3 separate regions of the Bombyx mori genome follow, and all the other regions are linked to region 1. Evidence: chromatin contacts called from public Hi-C data. All regions are on one chromosome and are shown on one strand. Each heading gives the region's core, a stretch centred on a gene start, on an enhancer-like site or on the middle of the called end of the contact. The rest is flanking DNA. Distances are from core to core; before and after follow the strand shown. Region 1 overlaps LOC101737442 (talin-1). Region 2 overlaps LOC101737442 (talin-1). Region 3 overlaps LOC101737442 (talin-1).

Region 1 (4,777 bases), core at 261-2,760:
GAGGTCATCCGCTCCACGGACAACCTGGTGCGCGCCGCCCGGGACGCCATCCACTGCGACGACGAGCGCAGCCTCGTGCTCAACCGCCGCATGGTGGGCGGCATCGCGCAGGAGATCGACGCCAGGTCCGACCCGAATGTCCTTAGTAGACGTACACTTCTTAGTACAAGTTGTTTTAAGGCATTTTATGGCCTGGTAGTCATAAAATGCCTTAAAAAAAATTGCAAAGCAATGCCAGAGGCTTGGCTCTGCCCCTGGCATTGCTGAAGTCCATGGGCGACGGTAACAAGGGCAATAAAAAAAAAACTGGTAACTAAGACCTTTAAGTCATGCCTTATTTTAATCCATATTCACATCCTTATGAAAAATTATAATATGGAGTAAAATGAAATGAAATGATATGTGATGAAATATAATCTTAGTAAAATAGTGGTCATTTACTAAGATATTTTCAGTGGACTTTTTGGAGGATGCCGAGAAGTTACGTCCAGCGGCTTTGTTTCATTTTCCCACATTTGTGCACTTTCACTGATATTAAACAGTTAATAAACCACCGTTGTTACACATTTAAACCTGAAGAAACACTAAATAGACAAAATAAAACAAATCACAGAACCTCACTCCACGCGATCCCGCCAAAAAGTCCTTAGTAAAAGTAGTTACCGAAGCGCATAGCTTATATAGCCATTTATATTTATTACAAATAAACTTTCAAATAAATTAAATAATAGTTTAAGAAAACTAACAAAATACGCTTTTATAGAAAATCCAACCAAAAAATAGAAATAAATTTTAATAAATTTGAATTAAAAAGTAGTGTAAGAAAAATGATTTTATTGTAAAAAAAGATTCCGTTACAAACATACATACTTCTGAAGCTAATAAAAGCGTATTAAAAAAATACGACTTCTATGCGGTGGGAAATAGGCTTAACTTTCCGCTCTGTCCCCTAAGCTGCTGCCCTCTGTCCCTCAGGTCGGAAGTGCTCCGCATCGAGAAGGAACTGGAGGAGGCCCGCGGCAGGCTGACGGCCATCAGGCAGGCCAAGTACAAGCTGAGGAGCGACGCTGACGACTCCGACGCTGACCCGCAGCCCGGCTACGGCAGCGACTCCTCGGGACCCCAGCGGTCAGTACCATTTTTGTGGTGGAATGGAATGGAATATGGACGAGCTCACAGACCACCTGGTGTTAAGAGGTTACTGGAGCCCATAGACATCTATAACGTCAATGCACCACCCACTTTGAGACATAAGTTCTAAGATCTCAATATAGTCGCAACGGCTGCCCCACCCTTCAAACCGAAAGCACTACTGCTTCACGGTAGAAATAGGCGAGGTGATGATATCTACCCGCGCGGACTCTCAAAATGTCCACATGTTCAATCCTCGAAGTGATATCAACGCATTTTAATTCTGACATTTTGTGATCACGGCTGCTGTACCGCGGTGTGTTCCTCAGGGTGCGGACTCCTAACAGCAGCTTCGCGAACACCACGTACAGCCCCAACAGCTCGCAGCAGACCACGCTGCACCAGAGCTCGCTGCTGCAGACCACGCACAGCTCCGGACTCAACTCCACTTCCTACGGACAGCAGAACAGGTGAGCTGCTGTCTCTAGCTGCCCCCCAACCCCGCTCCCCCTCCTTCGTCTGCTGAGCACACCCCGCGCCTTAGAATACCTCACGTCTCATTGCATGTGTTGGGGGCTCCTATCAAGTGTGACTGCCCTGTAGTAAACACCCATTTGCTAGAAGTTGTCGGAACCCACGTTGTACGGTGGTTTTACATATTCGTGTTACTATGACAAAAGTCTTCAAACAGTTATACGGGACTTTGAAAAACTGTTTTAAAAAAGATTTTATTGACTTTGAAGATACAACAGATTTCACTTAGAAAGAGTGTGGCTCATAGTAACGACGCAGAGTGACTGGCCGCGAGCCAAAGGGGATCCAGTATATGTTAGGCCAGAAAGTGCTGATAGAGACACTTTTCGGTCTTAGGTAAATTAATTAATATACTAGGTAATATTATAACAAAGCGCAAGAATCCATACAATAACAAACAGAGACCAGATCCGCTTGTACTGTACATCCCCCCTCCCTCCGCAGCAGCAGCCCCGCCCCCCCGCAGCCCACCAGCCCGACGTTCTCCAGCTTCCGTCCGGCGCCGGACGCGCCCAAGCAGAACTACGAAGCCTTCACGACACGGTGAGCGCAGCCGACAACCCTACTGTCTGTGCATTGACACTGTCAATTCAAACGCTAATACAACGGAAATACGATTATTGTATTTTAACATATTGCGAGGTACGGTCGACAAAAAAAAAACTAAAATTTCCGAAAAAATATTTGGTTATTTGATCCAGTTCTCTGGGGGACCTCGTGGTCCTTGAAAAGAATTGACACTTGCTTGTTAAAACAGTCGTCGACACAAATTCAACTTTATGACAATACGCATTGGGTCTATTTACTTTTTAACGATGACAACCTCAAGACCACCTACACCAACATCAAACACACGGTCGGAACTTCACCTAAACGTTGATTACAAATCCCACAGGCGAATGTATGTGTGTTGTGTTAGCGTTTGACAACTGTAATGTGTTTATTTAGATATGATTTTGATTACACGCGGCAATTGGATATACAAAAAATATTTTTTCTTGATAAATTTAATTGTCTGGTCACGTGACACGTCTCAAATGACCCCAGCCGCCAGGGTCCTAGCTGCCCCGCCCTCCCATTGGGGGGACACGGGGGGGGCGGTGTGGGACTACCACAACCTACAATCAAATTCAATAAAAAAATCATATCTAAATTACCTTCATACTATACTTAGAATAACCTAAATATGATTTTAATCTAATTTCTATTTTCTTTTCACGCATCCACTCTGGGATCCTAAACAGATGAATAGTTTTAATTAACAATATAAATTAGTTTATATTTTAAATAAGTGCCTTTCGATACAAAAACTTATGATAATTGTGCCTACATGTAAACGAATCTAAAGAATTAATAGTAATAATTAAAAACTAAAAAGCAGAAAATAGCAAAGGTTTGTAAATTTTAATTTTTGAATATTTAATTTAATTCGCATCACTAATGGCAGCCGCATCTGTTAATTGACTAGTAATTTTTAGATTATTTCTATAGTATATTATTTTATTTAGTCTTAAAAAGTCTTACGCATGCTCATAGTAGAATTATTAATAGCGCCTCGTAATAACGGTTTCAACTAACACGGTGCTCTCACATATGTTTGTCGTATACGTCGCGGGACTGACTTTGGGATTGATTATATTTGGATGCATTTTTGGTATTTGCCCTTAACGAGCCAAGACTGTCTCTGGTACAAGCCGGTGCGAAGACCCTAGAGGTCATGGGAGATCTGTCTCAGATGTACTGGGACTTTCACTCGAATGGACTCTGGACTCAAATAGACATTGATAACGTTGAATGTCCACTTATGTGTCCACAGACCGCAGTCCGGCGGGGCACGTTGTGCTTAGTATACTTAGAATTTCTATTACGTTAATCTAACATTGTTTGATTGTTCCAAAAATAAGTGGTAAGCGAAGATAACAACCGAGTTAGAACTATCAGTCGCGAGCTGAGCCCCGAGTGTGGTCCCAGGGCTCGCAGTCCCGAACTAATATCATTGATGCTTCATCTACTTGGCCACGCAAATTTCAAACCCTTCTGAAAAAATATCTGATATTCTTCTTCTTTGTCGTTTCCTCATTACTGAGGGTCGTGACCACCTTGGTCCAGTTTTTGCACCAGCTTCCTCCAATGTTGTCTGCATTCGGCCTGCTTAATGGCGCCCGGGACGCTGGATGTTAGAAATTAGCAAAAAAAGAAACAGACGGTAGTGATAAAAAAAATGCACGCAATGTAATGCAAATACAAACTCAAACCATTGCTGCGTGTGCATAGCTGCGGTAAAGTAGTCTGTTCCTCGGGAGTGCGGCAGGACAAGTTCCACTTAACCCTCTCTCCACCGCCCCCCGCGGCTGTCATACGCATCTTCAACAGCCCCCAATAATTCAGTTTCCATTGCGCACTGGTTCTGTCCTTGAACATTCAAACAACGTTACCTTAACATCTCTGGAACTAAGTTTCTCTCGTTTGCAGAACTTCGACTAATGACAGAACGATGAATAAGTAAGTGTTCACTCGAGCTTTCCAGGAAGCTTGCAAAATATTAAACGAATTAAGCTTGGCCTTGATTTAAAATCAAAGCGATGTCTGGTTATGCCGCATCGTGATTTTAATTGTGATAAACGTGTTTTTGTGCCGTATATTTTTTTGTGAATTGAGATTTTTTAAAACGATTTCAGTTGAATCACATCATTGTGGAGTATGTAATGTTTTTAATGCGTAGCCCTCGGTCCGCGGCAATGGATGTAGGGCACGCGGTGAACCCGCCGGGCTGGGCACTGCCGTCCGACTTAGACACCCTGTCAGTAAACATTGACATAGACAAAACACTTCACTGACACTCTTTCGGCTGTTGTTATATAATAGCTACTGATAAGCTTTAATGCGTACAGCATAAGTATATGAGTGTATCACAAATACATGGTAATATGTGTAATGTTTTTTTATTGATTTAAAAAATATTAGCATTCCGCACTCTTTCTCTATATTCTCTATAAGTTTGGGAAATTTCATAGTTCTCCATCCGCGAAATTTTCGTAAAAAGGGGTTCAAAGTTTTTTCGTCACGTATTAATATATATATATATATATTTATAGATTTTGTTTTTCGTCAG
Region 2 (5,118 bases), core at 2,570-5,069, 40 kb before region 1:
ATGTAATATTGGCCACACTTTGAGGCTGCCGTATAATGATAACGTTAGTAAGTCAGGCCACCCCTAGTGATCAGTGTAACGTCAGACTTTTTGGCGGGATCGCGAGGAGTGAAGTTGTGTGATTTGTTTTATTTTGTCTATTTAGTGTTTCTTCAGGTTTAAATGTGTAATAATGGTGGTTTATTAACTGTTTAATATCTGTGAGAGTGCACAAATATGGGAAAATGAAACAAAGCCACTAGACGTAACTTCTTGGGATCCTCCAAAAAGTCCACTGAAAAAATCTTAGTAAATGAACACCATTTTACTGACATTATATTTCATCACATATAATCTCATCTTATTTTATTTCATTTCATTCCATATTATCATTTTTCATAAAAATAAGAAATGACTTAAAGGTCTTAGTTACCAGGTCATAAAGTTAATAAAAAAAGTGTAACGTGATGTTGTGGGGGTGGCAGGTGGTGGCGCCCACCCTGCACAGCGCGGCGTGTCGCGAGCAGCTGACGAGCGCGGCGCGGCAAGTGGCGCAGGCCGTGGACCGGCTGGTGGAGGCCTGCGCGCCCGCACCGGCCGCGGCGGCGCCCGCGCGCGACCAGCTCGCCGCCGCCGCGCACTGCGTCTCCGAGGAGCTGGAGAGGCTGCTGGCCCACTGTCAACTTGGTCAGTTCCTGAATCCACGGTTTTTTGTTTCATAAAATGAGTGACTCAAGCTAGACAACGAACACTAGGTAGGCAGCGACTTGGCTTTGCCCCTGGCATTGCTAACATCCATGAACGACGGTGACAACTTACCATCAGGTGGGCTGTATGCTCGTCTGCCTACAAAGGCAATAAAAAAAACACTGTATTGATTGAGTAATGACATCAATAGGTAACTTACACTACGAGATGACACGAGAGCGAGTGTAATCAGTAGTTTCTGTTGTACGAGTCTAGTAATGAAAGTACCCTCCAAAAGGTGTTAAATAATTGTCCAATGGATATTCAGATTGCGTTAAATTATCAAAACAGAAATAAAAAATAAAAATAAAACATTACAGCTTTTAGTTAATTAGAAGTTTTAAATGAATAGCTCACCTTAAACGATATTTGTTAGTTAATATAAACCAGCCTTTCCTAAACTGGACGATAGCGCCCTCTTGTAGCGCCCACAAGGCCTAAAGGGGGGCGGTGAGAGACCCAGAAAAAAATGGGAGCTCTAAAAAAGAATATATTCTCAAAGTGGTTAATAGACAAATTTTTTTTATTGCCTTTGTAGGCAGACGAGCATACGGCCCACCTGATGGTGAGTGGTTACCGTCGCCCATGGACTTCAGCAATGCCAGGGGCAGAGCCAAGTCGTTACCTACCGCTAAAGTTTGGGAATCCCTAACATAAATTGTGTACTGTGTTGTGTGCAGAGCGCGGGGGCGCGGCGGCGGCGGCGGGGCGCGCGGTGGAGGCGGTGCTGGGCGCGCACGAGCGGCTGCTGGCGGCCGCCGGGCCAGCCGACATGCTGCGCCACGCCAGGCAGCTGGGACACGCCACGGCGCTGCTCATCACCAACATCAAGGTTGCATCTCACTAGACGCCGCACTCAGCGGTCGGGGATCTTTTTTAATTATTACCCCAAAATATTTTTGTGTAAATTGATATTACCCCATGGCGAAAAACAAAAAAAACGAAATCGCTTCTTTTTAGCATCTTTCATATTATAATTTTGAAAAAAAAAAGAAATAATTTTTTCCTTTTTTTTCATTTCGTTCCATCGAGTTTGAAATCGCAACGATTCTAAAGAAGTTTCACTTCAATATATACTTTTTACTCACGAAAATTTCATTTTACCCCATTTGGAGTAATTTCCCCCGGTTCCCCGACCGCTGATCTAGTTCCTCATACACTCTCCCGGCGCCGGCTCGTGTCGACACGTATGGTACTGACGTGGTCCGTCTCCTCCACAGACCGAGGCCGAGGAGTCACCGTCGGACTCCCAGCGCAAGCTCCTAGCCGCCGCCAAGCTGCTGGCCGACGCCACGGCCCGCATGGTGGAGGCGGCCCGCCAGTGCGCCTCCTCGCCACAGGTACGCTACTTCGAACCGTAACTGGTGGACCAGGAACCCTGCAAGAAGTTGACGATGCTGGAAATTAATAATAATAATAATTTCATTTATTTACTCCACAAAATAAATACAAATAAATTTTCAATTAATATGACATAAAAATTCTAATTCTAAACAATATTACAATATATTGTACTAACACAGTGGAGATAAAATGGCGGCTCCTCAGCTTTGTGATAGCTGAAACTGTCGCTGTAATGTTGCCGCTGCCTATAATCTTAATCTATAAACTTGTATCTAATAATAGCTAAATTTAAAATTATGTGGCATAATCTACAGAATCCCTGCCTCCGCACTTTGCTGTTTAAGCAGAAATTCCTTATAAAATTTGGGAGAATTCAACATCTTAGTCGATCTGCTGCATAACGCGCTCATTGAAATGTCTTTTTGCAATCAAATATGATTCTTATGGCTATACAGATAGATACAACATTGCATTACATATCATATAAAGTCCCAACACCACAGCTGGATCCTCTCCCCATCTCAGTACTGATATTGCGTCCGTTCGCTCCAGTTTCCATGGACTGCAGCCGATGAACTGTAAACTTGAGACTTCAGCCTCATGTCTCAATATAGCCAAGTCCATATATTAATATAAAACTGTAGGTACTTTGATTAACTTATTTAATTCCTGTCTCTTTTACACATTCATTACTTTGAATGATACTGAATCTCTTCTCGTAAGTCTGCTAAAAGTAGCTGTGCCCTTGCTTTTATCAACTATTATCCTTTTTTTTCTACCATTCATTTCTACCATTCTTCTTACTAACTATTCTAATAGTTATCAGTGTACAATAAAACTTGCATTAATAGCATTGCATTTGCATTTCGAAAATGTGAAATCGTAACGGGTTCGCATCACCTGCTCCTCTCAGGATCGGGAGAAGCAAGAGGTGCTCCGCAAAGCGGCGGAGGAGCTGCGCTTCATCACGGCCGACTACGCGCAGGGACAGGACATCGTCGGCTCACAAGTGGCCAGGCTGCAGGTCGGTATATAATATATATATTCAACAGCCTTAAATCCTTGTAATAAACTATTGTGTAATCGCGTTTTATGCTAAACACAACATGCCAAACGTGTCACATTTCACCACACGGATCCGTGTTGGCCATGGACTGCTTGAGGTCAGCTGATTTTAGATTATCAAGAAAGTAATGGATACTTTATTAATAAAATTAATATCACAATTGTGTATTTTATACTATTATATTTTTACTGGTGATAGGACCTGTTGTGAGTCCGCACGGGTAGGTACCTATTTCTGCCGTGAAGCAGTAATGCGTTTCGGCTTGAAGGGTGGGGCAGCCGTTGTAACTATACTGAAACCTTAGAACTTATATCTCAAGATGGTTGGCGCATTTACGTTGTAGACGTCTAACACCACCACTTAACATCCGGTAACAGCTGTGAGCTCGTCCACCCATCTAAGCAATAAAAAAAATAAACATTTTATATATTTTATACAGATGGGGTGATTTTCAATATTGTCGATAGCTCACATTCTGATGTCCACGAACCGCGACTTATCGGGACCATCACAACGTGTTAAATCGATTGTGTTGACAGGAAAGCGCCCGGCAGGCGACGTCCAGCGCCACGCAGCTGATAACGTCGGCCCAGAACGCAACGCAGTACAACACCAACAGATACTCTCAGGTAACGACGCGCCCTCTTGTGTACAATAGTACAGATAATACAGACGGTCTCAGAACAAGGCCGCTCGAAATGCAACCCTTTGCATGAGCGGAGTGGAGTATCTGTGTAACGACCACGGAGGTCTGTGCTCTGTTCTGTCATACTCAAAGACTGACTTTTTGGCGGGAACGCGAGGAGTGAAGTTGTGTGATTTGTTTTATTTTGTCTATTTAGTGTTTCTTCAGGTTTAAATGTGTAATAATGGTGGTTTATTAACTGTTTAATATCTGTGAAAGTGCACAAATGTGGGAAAATGAAACAAAGCTGCTGGACGTAACTTCTCGGGTTCCTGCAAAAAGTCCACTGAAAAAATCTCAGTAAATGACCACCATTTTACTGCGATTATATTTCATCCCATATCATCTCATTTCATTAAATTTCATCCCAGTTGATTAATGTCTCAAATTAATCATCTTCATTTCATTTCACTCCATATTATCATTTTTCATAAAATTAAGAATATGAAGTAAAATAAGACATGACTTAAAGGTCTTAATTACCAGGTCATAAAATCTCTTAAAAAAAAATACTCAAAGACTGACTTTTTAGCGGGAACGCGAGGAGTGAAGTTGTGTGATTTGTTTTATTTTGTCTATTTAGTGTTTCTTCTGGTTTAAATGTGTAACAACGGTGGTTTATTAACTGTTTAATATCTGTGAAAGTGCACAAATGTGGGAAAATGAAACAAAGCCGCCGAACGTAACTTCTCACTGAAAAAATCTCCGTAAATAACCACCATTTATTTTACTGAGATTATATTTCGTCCCATATCATATCATCTTCATTTCATTTCACTCCGTATTATAATTTTTCATAAAAATAACAATACAAATTAAAATAAGACATGACCTAAAGGTCTTAGTTACCAAGTTATAAAATTCATTTAAAAAAAAATATACCCAAAGATAAACGTAAAAGTGATTGCATAACTTCTTACCATCAGGAGACCCTTCTAGAAGAGTGCAAAGTGCTGAACGAGCACCTCCCCCGCATGGTGGAAGCCGTGAACGTGTCCAACGTGAAGCCGACGCAGGCAGCGGCCAGGCTCGACCTCATCTCTGCATCTGAAGCCTTCTTACAGGTAACGCCACGCTTAAACAGCTCAACTTCAGTTTAGTTCCGATTTTTTAAGCTATTGCACAGATTTTATCGCGGACCTTGAGTTCGAAATCATGGAATTCCGTAACGAAAAAAACCTTCCACTCCGCCTACCATGTAGCTCGCGTTGTTTTTTCATTTTTGACGTGACAACGTCTTATAATTCGATGGAGCCAGCTGCACGCACGAAAAAACACGACCCTTGCGGCGTTACCT
Region 3 (4,925 bases), core at 783-3,282, 61 kb before region 1:
CTACACTACTAAATACCTAACACAACAGGTTTTAGCAGTAGGCAGCGGCTTGGCTCTGCTCCTGGCATTGCTGAGGTCCATGGGCGACGGTAACCACTTACCATCAGTTGGGCCGTACGCTCGTCTGCCTACAAAGGCAATAAAAATAAAATGAAATAAAAACAACACTCAATGTAACACAATCTCATCATCATCATCAGCCTTTATCTGCCCACTGCCGGACATAGGCCTTCACAATCTAATGTGAGCTAATGCACACGGTTCACTTTACATTGCGCGTTGGCGAAACAAATGATAATTATAATCAATATGAAAGCTCGTTTTAATACAAGTGTGTACTGCAGGTACTGTGAAAACCCTGCTGGTGGACGACAGTCAGATCGTCGCGAACCTCATGGTAGTGATTTGCACCAAGATCGGGATCACCAACTATGACGAATACGGCCTGGTGAGTTGCGTATTGTGTGGCTTCACTCGCGCCAGCGGCGTCGAAACGACCCCTGGATTCCATGATGCAGTTTTTTACCACGTACTATCCGGCTTTGGAATGAGCTCCCCTCCACGGTGTTTCCCGAGCGCTATGACATGTCCTTCTTCAAACGAGCCTTGTGGAGTATTAAGCGGTAGACAGCGGCTTGGTTCTGCTTCTGGCATTGCTGAAGTCCATGGGCGACGGTAACCACTCACCATCAGGTGGGCCGTATGCTCGTCTGCCTACAAGGGTAATAAAAAAAAACCTCACATGAAGGATCGCAGACAACTAAATCCGCGAACATTTATTTATATTGGCATAACAAAGATGTCATGATGTCTACAATATAAAATATGAAGAAAGCATGAAGAATTGACTTAGATCTTATACCTCAAGGTGGATGGCCCATTTGCGTTGTAGATGTCTATGGGCTCCAGTAACTACTTAACACCAGGTGGGCTGTGAGCTCGTCCACCCATCTAACCAATAAAAAAAAAATTGCATTTTCTCCGGCTACCCTCAAAAACCAAGTAATTTTAACAATCAAAGTAACAATTGATTGTGAACATGCCAGCCAACTATTAAATTACTTCGCGCTACAGAACACCTGTCCAAATTATGGACATCCGACTTAGCAACGGGGGCGATATGATGTGGAGCGATATATTGACAATTGTTTACTAACGAATGATTGTTATAATAACGTGTGTCGTCTTAACACCAGGTTCGGGAAGAGCAAAAGGAGGAACCGGATCCCTGCGAGAAGCCAAACTACGGGACTCTGACCCTGAAGCGTAAGCACCAGGAGAAGGAACGAGACGCCAAGATGGAACAGCTCAGGAAGAAACTCAGAACTGATGACGAAGGTACGTGATAGATGCAATAAATCTATATTTTAACTAGCGCGGTACGACATTAACTGCGGGTGACGCCGCGGGGCGAAGCTAGTCTAAAAAAAGTAGCCAAGTTACTCCTTATATCATCGGCTACCTATTAGTGAAAGTCTCATCAAAATCGGTCCAGCCGTTCCAGAGGTTAGCCGGAACAAACAGACAGACAAAAATTGTAAAAAATGTTATTTTGGTGTATGTACCGCATATATTTTCATATGCATGTAGTAAAAAGCTGTTATTTCAATATTACAAACAGACACTCTAATTTTATTTATATGTATAGATGTTAAAGACGAGAATGACCAGTAGCATTCTTTGAGCACCGCACCAGCGTCCTGTGGTCCGCACTTACTGGTGGGGGGCGTACGTATCGCCATCTGGATCTATTTCTGCCACGAGGCTGTCATGCTCTCCGGTTTTTGGAGTTGTTGAGACTGATCCCATGTCTCAAAGGAACGCACTCACGTTGTAATGACGCCCATATGCTGAGATTACTCGTGAAGCTCGTCTTGTATTTTTATCACTGGCTCCTGCCCCGTCAGACAACCGTGATGTCCTCACGAAGACAACAGAGTGTTACGTGGCGAACACGTACAGATGTGACGTATCCGTAATGAGCTTAATCATTGTTATCCTACTGTTCTTCTCGCAGCTATTAACGATTCAAATCTGACGGCAGTTTCGTCACAAGAATGATGAGTGATTGCATGGAATGCATATGAATGTTACAGTGAACTGGGTGGAGGGGTCGCTGACCCTTCGTGAGCAGGGCGTGGAGGCGGGCGAGACCTTACTGCTGCGCCGCAAGCTGTTCTACTCGGACAGGAACGTGGACTCGCGCGACCCCGTGCAGCTCACCCTGCTGTACGTGCAGGCCAGGGACGCCATCCTGGCCGGCGCGCACCCCACCACGCAGGAGAAAGGTACCGGAATGACCACACGAGGTCCAAGGTTCTATAAGATACATCACTCTAGTTGCTGCGTCAGAGAGGTGAATGAGCTCAAGGCTGATCTGCTGTCACCGTCTTGAAACGTGATTTACTGATGGCAGGACCTCTTGTGAGTCCGCACGGGTAGGTACCACGACCCCGCCTATTTCTGCTGTGAAGCAGTAATGCGTTTCGGTTTGAAGGGCGGGGCAGCCGTTGTAACTATACCTGAGACCTTAGAACTTATATCTCAAGGCGCATGGCGCATTTAGGTTGCTTGTAGATGTCTATGGGCTCCAGTAACCACTTAACACCAGGTGGGCTGCGAGTTCGTCCACCCATCTAAGTAATAAAAAAAAAGGTGTCAATATCAGTAGCACTGTGTGGCTAACCCACTGTGTGTTGTTGCAGCTTGCGAGTTTGCCGGGATACAGTGCCAGATACAGTTCGGGGACCACCGGGAGGACAAGCACACGCCAGGATTCCTCGAGTAAGATTCGCTTAGATGTGACGCATCGACCCAGCCTCACTGGGTACTCCATGACACTCCGACGTCGATCAGATCGATAAATGTCAATATTAGTCGACGGCTGGAGAACTGATTTAGTGCTTGGAACTCATAATGAGGATCATAGGACATTTTCAATTCGGCCCATATAGCTTTTGAAGTGAAACTTCTTTAGACGCGCTGAGAGTAAAATTTAACTATACTAGAATTATTTTGTCCGTGCAGTTTGGGTCATAATAAATCGAAGCGGTGCAGCGAGTATTTCGCTCTCTCTTCCACTCACGAGCCTTATGGACGGGCATAGTGATGCGCATTATTGTTGTCGATAAGCGTTATCGATAGTGTATTTAATTTTGTCATTTTATAGGTTAGTGATAAAAATCAAAGAAAAAATCACTAATCGAACACTTACACCACATATCGCCACAGCAAATTAACGAGAACGGCAGAAATTCAGTGAAAAATTATAGCAACAGATTCGTTACGGCTAGAGAGAAAAGATACAATTTAGGAAGAGCGAGAGTGAGAAGATAGACAGAGCGTCTCGCTAACCTCTCGACCGTGGAGAGAGGGAAAGGACAAAGCCAGATCGTTTCTGTTATACACAGCATTCCCTGTTGCAAGGGAAATTTGATTTAAGGATGAGAAATAAAAAAACAATATACTATAGTGTAGAAGTTTCATATTTTTCACGTGCACCGATTTGCACGCTTACTATTTTTATTTTATTTTATAATGTTTATATTATTGATAGTTTAAAAGAGTTCCTGCCGGCCTCGTACGTGAAGGTGAAAGGCATCGAGAAGAAGGTGTTCAGGGAGCACAAGAAGCACGTCGGGCTCAGCGAGCTGGACGCCAAGGTGCTCTACACCAAGACGGCGCGGGACCTCAAGACCTACGGAGTCGCCTTCTTCCTCGTCAAGGTCTCACCACTCAACTTTTTAAGCTATTGCATAGATTTTATCGCGGGCCTTGAGCGCGTCTTGAGAGCGGAATCATGAAATTCCGTAACGAAAAAAACCTTGCACCTCTCACTCTACCGCCTACCATGTAGCTCGCGTTCAACACATTCACACGTTGCGCTTGTGTAGTGTTTGTGAATAAGCGCGTGGCGTGACGTCACACTGCATGCGCATCATGAAAAGTCTGCCCATCTCTCTCTCGCACGGTCTAGCTTATGAGTGTGAAGGGGACAGTTAAGGTTTTGCTTTTATTAATGTTTAATATAGCGTGGTCTTGTTTTATTATTGTTTTAAAAATAAATTATAATTGTCTAATTATAATTACACAAACGCTCTTAAGCAAGATGTGTTCACACCCAAAAGGGTGAATTCTATAATGTTTTATTTTATGTAAATAAGTTCAATGTTTATGTGTGCAGATTTCAATTTCAACAAGTTGTGTGAACCTAATAAAAAAAAAAAAATTGCATACGTTGATAAAAAATGCTATGCAATAGCTTTACCGCGGCAGTTCCGGGTGCCACACGTTTTTTTTAAGTCTTAGATGGTAGACGAGCTCACAGCCCACCTGGTGTTTACTGGAGCCCATAGACATCTACAACGTAAATGCGCCACCCATCTTGAGATATGAGCTGTAAGGTCTCAGGTATAGTTACAACGGCTGCTCCACCCTTCGAATCGAAACGCATTACTGCTTCACGGCAGAAATAGGTAGGTCGGTGGTACCCGTGCGGACTCACAAGATATAATACTATACGCACTATGGATCAACAACTTAAAGCTGTTTTGTACAATGACGTCAGTGTTTAATAACGCGATGCAAGTTGAACACTGCGCCATGAAGCTTGACAAAGTGTATGTACTCTTGATCTGGTGATTTGGCACTGTCAAGCCAATTCAGGGATGAACCAAGGTATTCCGCGTGGGTCGTGTGGGTAGTTTGCATCAGAGGTCATTAAGATACCGATTTTGTAACTCGCAGGAAAAAATGAAAGGCAAAAACAAACTGGTACCGCGTCTTCTGGGAGTCACGAAGGACTCCGTGCTCAGACTGGACGAGAAGACGAAGGAGATCCTGCAGACGTGGCCGCTCACCACCGTGAGGAGGTGGTGCGCCAGCCCCAACACTTTCACCCTCGACTTTGGCGATTACAGGTGAGA

Evidence for each region. Hi-C and Micro-C count contacts between places; a contact is called where the count stands out from the background.
Region 2: a contact with region 1 is called in a Hi-C map of posterior silk gland, with 1.4 times the contacts expected there. The contact joins two enhancer-like sites. A contact is called at or near these places in 2 of 7 Hi-C or Micro-C datasets (posterior silk gland and whole pupa).
Region 3: a contact with region 1 is called in a Hi-C map of whole pupa, with 2.7 times the contacts expected there. The contact joins two enhancer-like sites.

The regions. Positions count from the first base shown.
Region 1 is chr2:8,077,676-8,082,452 of ASM3026992v2, forward strand. It overlaps LOC101737442 (talin-1), which reads left to right. Exons shown (of 61, transcript XM_038016945.2): 57 at 1-125; 58 at 976-1,128; 59 at 1,461-1,601; 60 at 2,110-2,208. Among protein-coding and RNA genes, the nearest start is that of Mir190, 4.6 kb to the left of the region's middle. Within about 2 kb of position 1,511, at least 4 of the 8 cell types and tissues checked have open chromatin away from gene starts, as enhancers often do.
Region 2 is chr2:8,034,967-8,040,084 of ASM3026992v2, forward strand. It overlaps LOC101737442 (talin-1), which reads left to right. Exons shown (of 61, transcript XM_038016945.2): 21 at 465-666; 22 at 1,407-1,558; 23 at 1,947-2,066; 24 at 2,984-3,094; 25 at 3,676-3,765; 26 at 4,748-4,885. Among protein-coding and RNA genes, the nearest start is that of Mir190, 38 kb to the right of the region's middle. Within about 2 kb of position 3,820, at least 3 of the 8 cell types and tissues checked have open chromatin away from gene starts, as enhancers often do.
Region 3 is chr2:8,016,194-8,021,118 of ASM3026992v2, forward strand. LOC101737442 (talin-1) reads left to right here. Exons shown (of 61, transcript XM_038016945.2): 7 at 345-448; 8 at 1,197-1,338; 9 at 2,097-2,288; 10 at 2,706-2,784; 11 at 3,557-3,725; 12 at 4,747-4,919. Among protein-coding and RNA genes, the nearest start is that of LOC134200612, 52 kb to the left of the region's middle. Within about 2 kb of position 2,033, at least 5 of the 8 cell types and tissues checked have open chromatin away from gene starts, as enhancers often do.